2 separate regions of the Nomascus leucogenys genome follow, and region 2 is linked to region 1. Evidence: chromatin contacts called from public Hi-C data. All regions are on one chromosome and are shown on one strand. The core of a region is the stretch at or near the end of the contact, and the rest is flanking DNA. Distances in the headings are between cores, read along the strand shown.

What was found. Hi-C and Micro-C count contacts between places; a contact is called where the count stands out from the background.
Region 2: a contact with region 1 is called in a Hi-C map of an unstated tissue, with 2.6 times the contacts expected there. The contact joins two enhancer-like sites. A contact is called at or near these places in 2 of 4 Hi-C or Micro-C datasets (a lymphoblastoid cell line and an unstated tissue).

Annotation. Positions count from the first base shown.
Region 1 is chr10:51,651,769-51,655,640 of Asia_NLE_v1, forward strand. All of the region lies in intron 2 of GATAD2A (transcriptional repressor p66-alpha), which reads right to left. Among named protein-coding and RNA genes, the nearest start is that of NDUFA13, 28 kb to the left of the region's middle. Within about 2 kb of position 1,648, the one cell type or tissue checked has an H3K27ac peak away from gene starts, as active enhancers do. A contact at or near this core is called in a lymphoblastoid cell line, where this site is marked.
Region 2 is chr10:51,721,672-51,725,543 of Asia_NLE_v1, forward strand. All of the region lies in intron 1 of GATAD2A (transcriptional repressor p66-alpha), which reads right to left. Among named protein-coding and RNA genes, the nearest start is that of GATAD2A, 37 kb to the right of the region's middle. Within about 2 kb of position 1,725, the one cell type or tissue checked has an H3K27ac peak away from gene starts, as active enhancers do. A contact at or near this core is called in a lymphoblastoid cell line, where this site is marked.

The sequences.
Region 1 (3,872 bases), core at 398-2,897:
CCTGCCTCAGCCTCCTGAGTAGCTGGGATTACAGGCATGCACCATCATGCCCGGCTAATTTTTGTGTGTGTGTGTATTTTTGTACAGACAGGGTTTCACCTTGCTGGCCACGGTGGTCTTGAACTCCTGACCTCAGATGATCCGCCCGCCTCGGCCTCATTGTACTTTTATCGATGTGAATCAGGTCCGTTTTTTTGTCAGCAGGAAAACCAGCCAAGGACAGAACACGTCCTCTAGGTGGCACTGTGACCCAGAGAACAAACTCGGACAAAGTTAACTGGGAGCCGCAGCTCAAAGTTGTCCTGGGTCTTGCTCTGCCAGGGTCTAGTTGATAATAAGACCCTGGCAGGGTTGAGGAGAGTCGCTAGGATGAAGAACCTGACTCTGCTCTAGCAGCCCTCAGGACCTCTGAGGTCCCCTCCATGCCCATGAGCTGTGTCCGCAGGGAAGGGTGGACACAGAGCACCAGAGGCTAAGGCTTCACCAATGCTGCCCTGGACTCGCCAGATGCCGGACTCAGGAACCGCTTTACTTGTTCTCCTCTGGTCCCTCCTAATTCCACCCACCAGCGCTACGTGGCAGCTGTACCTGAACACTGGTCCTAGCCCTGATGAACCAGCTTCTCACCGGAGACCTGGGCGTGGACAGAAAGGTACGATTTCGAAGTATACAATCCCCCAGGCAAAGGGTTATCAGTCCACATTCTGAAGCCCAGAACCGGGTAGTTTGTTTCTAAAGTAACCCTGTTTCTAAAGTAACCCAGGACACCTCACTCAGGTCTTAGCAAACCGCCAGCATGTCTCTCCTTGCTGCCGGCCCCATGCTGCCCAAGATCGACTTTCAAGGTGACCTCAGGGCTCTAATTCCAGGTTCCCTGGACGTGTACACACACTGAGCACCTCAGAGGCAGGCAGTCCCAGGGCTCCACTACAGAGCTGCAGCAGCTGGCCTCCACCCAGGTGGTCTCCAAAGTGAACAGGGGAGCAGGGGGCCAACCTGGGCTAGCATGATCTGAAATGAAATGACAGCCAAGCTCTAAGGAACTTAACAGTTCTTATCGTGTTATTGAGGGCATGCATATGCTTCTTCCAGAGGTGAGATGTCTAATAAAATTCAAATCTGCCTGAGGGAAGAGGGCAGGCGAGGGGTCCAGACCACCTAGCAGCTGAAGCTGCTGCCTGAGAGGGCTGCTCTGACCACGGCGCTCCCTGGCCCCATCTTGGCCTGCGACTAATCAATAACTCATCCAAGAGATGATGTCACCACCCATCAATGATCACTCAGCATCCCAGCAGCCAGCAGGGAGTGAACTTCCTGTATGCTAATCAGGCCACCAAAAAGTCATGTGACAAAGGCATTTCCCTCCTTGGTCACATGACCCTTTAACTGTGCCTTCCAACATGAAAACCATGGCAACGGCCAGTTCCAACCGGTTTGTGACACGCAGCCTTCATTTTGAGAAGGGAGGTAAAGGTTCAGGTGCTGTCAGAAAATGGAGGCGCCAGGCTCACCCCAGGACTGTGGAGCTGCAGGCACTTCCTGTGTGGCGCCGGCCCACAGGGGACTGTTGCTGCACCATAGGCTCCAGTCACCTGTACATACACCGCACACAGCAGGGCCACTGGCCCCTCTAAGTTTCTAAAATGAAAAACTTTGTTAAGCTCACTTTTTAAAGGAGAGGGGCTTTAAGAGTCTCAGTACTTTTTAAGAGATCTTTAATTCAGGAAAAAGAGCATGTGGCTCAAAATGACTGCAGGCATTATTTCAGGGAAAAATTTAATTATAAAAACTGTCTAAAGTAAACAAAACCAGTGGAAATCTAGCCCAACATGCTGGGAGGGATGGCATCGTGGCTCAGGGACAGTGTCTGCCATTCACTCCACAGCGGCCATCCCGGGCACCAAGTTTATTTGGAAGTGATGTGATAGTTCAGGACAAATCCCATAAGCCCGTCCTGCCCATCTTGAGAAGCCTTAAGATAAAACATAGTGATCAAGAGATTTTATGTGACCTACAAAACTCCCTGGAAGCAGGCCCGGCTGTTATCAGCATAAATGGTCTCACCCGCTCCCTGTCACGCACCACCCCCCTCCCTGACCCACTGGCACTGGCCCTGACCTCACAAGCACAGAAATTCTGTTACCTGCCAGGAACTTCCATAGAATTTCCTGGAGGAGAGGCCGGGATTATAAATTTAAATCGAGACACGATCCCACTTCCACAGCACAAGGTTATGGCTTTCAGCTGCTCAGCAACCAGCGGCCAGTATGTGGTTAATATTTAGTGTCCCCTCAGCCAGTGCCAGGAAGGAGCCGTCCTTGGAAACTGGGACCTTTGTGGTTCTCTGAACGGGCCTGCCTGGTATACAGGGAAGGCATACCCCTCTCCCTCATTCATTGATTCATTGATTCATTCATTCATTCCTTACATCTGCTGAGAGCTCATTTAAAAAGCAGGTGCTGCAGCAGGCAGTGGGGAGGAACCCCTGGATAAAAGGAAGTTCTGTCCTTAGGGTTCAGTCTACCAGGATGGACAGACACAAAATGGGAGTGGCAGGTGGGGGCGAGGCTGTAGGTGGGCTTGGGGCTGGCCCCGTGAATGTCTGACCACCGCTGTCACCTCCACAGCAGCAGGACAGCTTCTCCGGAACTTGTATAAATGCAGCGTGTCTTCCTCGCCCCAGACCTGCTTGATCAAAGTCTGTATTTCAGCAAGATCCCCCAAGTCTTTTTTTTTTTTTGAGACGGAGTCTTGCTCTGTTGCCCAGGCTGGAGTGCAGTGGCGCGATCTCGGCTCACTGCAAGCTCCGCCTCCTGGGTTCACGCCATTCTCCTGCCTCAGCCTCTCCGAGTAGCTGAGACTACAGGCGCCCGCCACCACGCCCGTCTAATTTTTTTGTATTTTTAGTAGAGACGGGGTTTCACCGTGGTCTCGATCTCCTGACCTCGTGATCCGCCCGCCTCGGCCTCCCAAAGTGCTGGGATTACAAGCGTGAGCCACCGCGCCTGGCAAGATCCCCCAAGTCTTGCACACACTAGGGAAGTTAGGGATGACCATGACCAGTGGCCCATGAGGCCTCGGGACAAGAAATCCTCCTCCAGGCTGGCTTGGGGAGACAGGCAGGGCCCAACAATGCCTTCTCCAGCCACACAACCATTTCCCACTAGAACCTTTCCTCCTCACCTCTTTCAGGCCTAGCAGGGTGGGCTGCTGGCTGTGTGTAAAGGTGGGATGAGGGCTCTGCTAGAGCCAACACCAGCCCTGCCAGCTCGCTTGTCCCTTGTGCAAACACTCATCTTGGGCTCACCAGGCCCTACCTGACATGAACCAAGCTGTTAACATCCCCCACCCTCCTGGGGCCTGGCCCACAGACATGGCCCGGCATGGCCATGTTCTGTCTGCAGAACATCCCTCTTCACAACATGCCTCAGGAAGCCTGCCCGGCCCTGTCCCCCTGCCTCGGGGTGAAGGTCAAGGCAGAACGTGGGGTTCCACTCAGGGGAGTGCAGGTCTGAGCAGAAACCCCCCAGCTTCCCAAGAAGGGCTGGCTGGTGGGTCTCTGTTCCTTAGCCACCCCCAGCCCAGTGACTGGCCCACCCACCCTCGGCCCAGCAAGCCCATCTAAGTGCCTTTGGCTCCCTGCACGGCACCCCACCCCACCCCCGTGAAGATGAGCCCTCCCTCCCCCTGCCTTGCAGGGTGACATGTCAGCACCTGTCTGACAAGCAGGTTCCTGCACCCTGAGCTGGGGGCCATCACGACCTCCTTTAGGTGGGTGTGGCACCGGCACAGCACCCAGGGACCTATGGCCCCACTCTGTGGCACAGCCTCAGCTCCCAACAAGGGACAGGGTGTTCCCAGGGTGACCAGAT
Region 2 (3,872 bases), core at 475-2,974, 70 kb after region 1:
TGTGCCACTGCATACCAGCCTGGGTAACAGAAGGAAATCCTATCTCAAAAACAAACAAAAGGCAGGGCGCGGTGGCTCATGCCTGTAATCCCAGCACTTTGAGAGGCCGAGGCAGGAGGATCACGAGTTCAGGAGATCAAGACCATCCTGGCTAAAACGGTGAAACCCTGTCTCTACTAAAAATACAAAAAATTAGCCGGGCATGGTGGTGGGCGCCTGTAGTCCCAGCTACTTAGGAGGCTGAGGCAGGAGAGTGGTGTGAACCGGGGAGGCGGAGCTTGCAGTGAGCCGAGATCGCGCCACTGCACTCCAGCCTGGGTGACAGAGCCAGACTCCATCTCAAAAACAAACAAACAAACAAACAAACAAAAAGAATAGAGAAATGCAAGGCTGTACACATACTCCACACCTCCTCAACAATGTACAGTATCAGACAATAAAAGTAGGATTGGAAGATGCAAGAACAGCAAGGGCTCCTCAGAGTGTTTCACAGAACTGTCAACTGTCCTCACCACTATCCCCAGCCCTTACAGGATAAACTGAGGCCAAGATGGAGGAAGCAATGCCTCCCTGAAGTCTTAGATGTCACAGAAGGGACACCGAGGCTTGGGGAAAGGAGGTGCCAGGTGGACGTGGGGCCCTGCCAGCTAGGAGGAGTTCTGCTTGTGGGAGCAAGCAGGGAGAAAAACTGCGCTGGTGGGGGCTGGCACCTGGGGAACCCTGCTCCAAGAGGAGCCAGATAGCAAAGGCCAAACCACCTGCCTCCTGCGGTGGGAAGCAAGCAATCCCAGAGCCTTGAAATACCCTTGCTGTTTCTGCCTCAAATGGTGTTTTCCTTGCTGGGAAGAGGCTTCAGTATGAAAATGCTGATGTGTTATAAGGAACAATGTAAATTTCACTAGAATCGCTGCCTAAAAATAAGAAGGTCTGGCTGGGTGTGGTGGCTCACGCCTGTAATCCCAGCACTTTGGGAGGCCAAGGAGGGCAGATCACCTGAAGTCAGGAGTTCGAAACCAGCCTAGCCAACATGGTGAAACCCCATCTTTACTAAAAATACAAAAATTAGCTGGGCATGGTGGTGGGTGCCTGTAATCCCAGCTACGTGGGAGGCTGGGGCAGGAGAATTGCTTGAACCCAGGAGGTGGAGGTTGCAGTGAGCCAAGATTGTGCCACTGCATACTCCCAGCCTTGGCAACACAGTGAGACTCTGTCTCAAAAAGAAAAAAAAAAAAAAAAAGAGAGAGAAGGTCTGAAGAAATCTGTCAGACTACGCAGCCTTAGGCTAGGTCCTCAGCAGACTTCACCTGCGTCACCCCCAGAGTAAGACAGGGCCCCACAAGAGGCTGAACTCTCCCACACAGAGCCCATGTCCAACATGGACTAGGATGTCTTTCTTCCCTCGCACACAGTAGAGTGGCTGCACATATCAGGCTTCACGCCAGCAGGCAGGCCAACACAGGGCTGGCACACACTCCACCCTCCACAATTCTAAGCTGTCGGTCCTTGAGAACCCAGCCATCCAACCCAGAGAAGCGCACTGCTCTCAGTGTGGTCAGGGTCCCAAGTCAACCACAAAGTGTCACTGAAGCACAGCACTGCCTAGACAACCCAAACTACATGCAATACATGCCCTGGTTAACTGGTATGGACAGGCAAAGGGACAGTACAGGCCAGAAGGGGGGAGGAGGGGCAGGGCCATAGGGGCAGGGGCATTAGTTCACTCATCCATTCAACTGGCTTTCACTGGGCCAGCCTTCTCTTCCTCCAAGGAGGCCTGCTGCCCTCACCTCCCTGGCCCTCCCTTCCTCTATCTCAAGCCACCTCAAGCAGATCCAGGCCCTACCTAACCCCTATGTCAGCACTAACATGCAGCCAAGCCAGGCCCTGCTTGTCTCTGTCCCCAGGATGGGGTTGCTCATGCATCCTCACAGTCCAGGCCTCCCCCAGTGTCCCTCAGGCACTGCTGGGGCAGGATGGGGAGGACCTGACCCTCAACTGAGAAAGTTACTGCCAGGCACCTGGATTCAAACTGCTAGAGAAAAGCACACTTCTGAAAACTTTGGGGACACCAAGAGAATTATCTCTAATATGTTGACAAGAGGTTTTGTTACTGAAAGAGGAAACAGTGGCTAACAATTACTGAATTCTTTATTTGGTGCCAGGCGATGTGCCAACACGTTACATGCCTGATTTCATTTAATCCTCATAACCACAGAACGAGGTACTGTCATCATACCCACACTCACACGAGGGACTGTCATCGTACCCACACTTCACATGATGGAACCCAAACCGTTATCAGCACTTCACGCAAGGGACTACCGCCAATATCCACACCTGACAGAGGAGAAAACCAAGGTTTAAAAAGTCAAGATGGGGCCAGGCGCGGTGGCTCACGCCTGTAATCTGAGCACTTTAGGAGGCCAAGGCGGGCGGATCACGAGGTCAGGAGATCGAGATCAGCCTGGCTAACACGGTGAAACCCCGTCTCTACTAAAAATACAAAAAAAAAAAAAAAAAAATTAGCCAGGCGTGGTGGTGGGCGCCTGTAGTCCCAGCTACCTGGGAGGCTGAGGCAGGAGAATGGCGGGAACCTGGGAGGCAGAGCTTGCAGTGAGCCAAGATCACACCACTGCACTCCAGCCTGGGTGACAGAGCGAGAACCCGTCTCAAAAAAAAAAAAAAAGAGTCAAGATGGGCTGGGCGCGACGGCTCTCGCCTGTAATCCCAGCACTTTGGGAGGCCGAGGTGGGCGGATCACCTGAGGTCAGGAGTTCAAGACCAGCCTGGCCAACATGGTGAAACCCCATCTCTACTTAAAAAAAAAAAAAACACTAGCTGGATATAGTGGTGCGCGCCTATAATCCCAGCTACTCAGGGGACTGAGGCAGGAGAATTGCTTGAACCTGGGAAGCAAAGGTTGCAGTGAGCTGAGATCGCACCACTGCACTCCAGCCTGGGTGACAAGAATGAGACTCTGTCTCAAAAAAAAAAAAAAAAGTCAAGATGGTTGTCCAAGGTCACACAGTTAATAAGTCAGATGGGAATCCAGACCCAGGTCAGCCACCTCCTAGGCCCAGGCTCAAACCTGAACCACTGTACCACTGAGAACAATCTGACTGAGACGGTCCTAGGACTGGATCCTTCCCAAGGCTCTGGGAAAACTTCCTGTACCAAAGATATAGGTAGGCATCATCCAGGGCGGTGACTTACACCTGTCTCAGCACTTTGGGAGGCCAAGGCAGGCGGATCACTTGAGGTCAGGAGTTCGAGACCAGCCTGGCCAACATGGCAAAACCCCATCTCTACTAAAATACAAAAATTAGCTGGGCGTGGTGGCTTGTGCCTGTAATCCCAGCTATTCGAGCAGCTGAGGCACAAGAATCACCTGAACCTGGGAGGCGGAGGCTGCAGTGAACTGAGATCGCACCACTGCACTCCAGCCTGGGTGACGGAACAAGAATCCATCTTAAAAAAAAAAAAAAAAAAAAAAAAGATGTAGAGATCAGTACAGACCCGGGATTCCTCTATTCCTCTAACTAAGTGCATGTTAACTTAACCCTCTACTGAATTGCTAGAAACTCCCAGGACTGAGCCCAGCTGTAAAAGGCATGGAAACCCTCAGAGTTCCATGGGCATGAAAAGCCACCTGGCCTCTGAGTCCCTGTCTGCCATTGTACGAGATGCAGGAAAGGGCTGGAAGAATTGACAAATACTACCCAGCCTAGGTCATAAACCAGGACCAATTCTCATCTTCATTTTCATTGAGACACACGTGCATGCCAACTACATGCTCAGGGCACCACAGGAGCAAGCCAGGGTCCCTCAATGGGGAGTGTATGCAGACATCCCTTCCTCCTTCCACTGAGTGC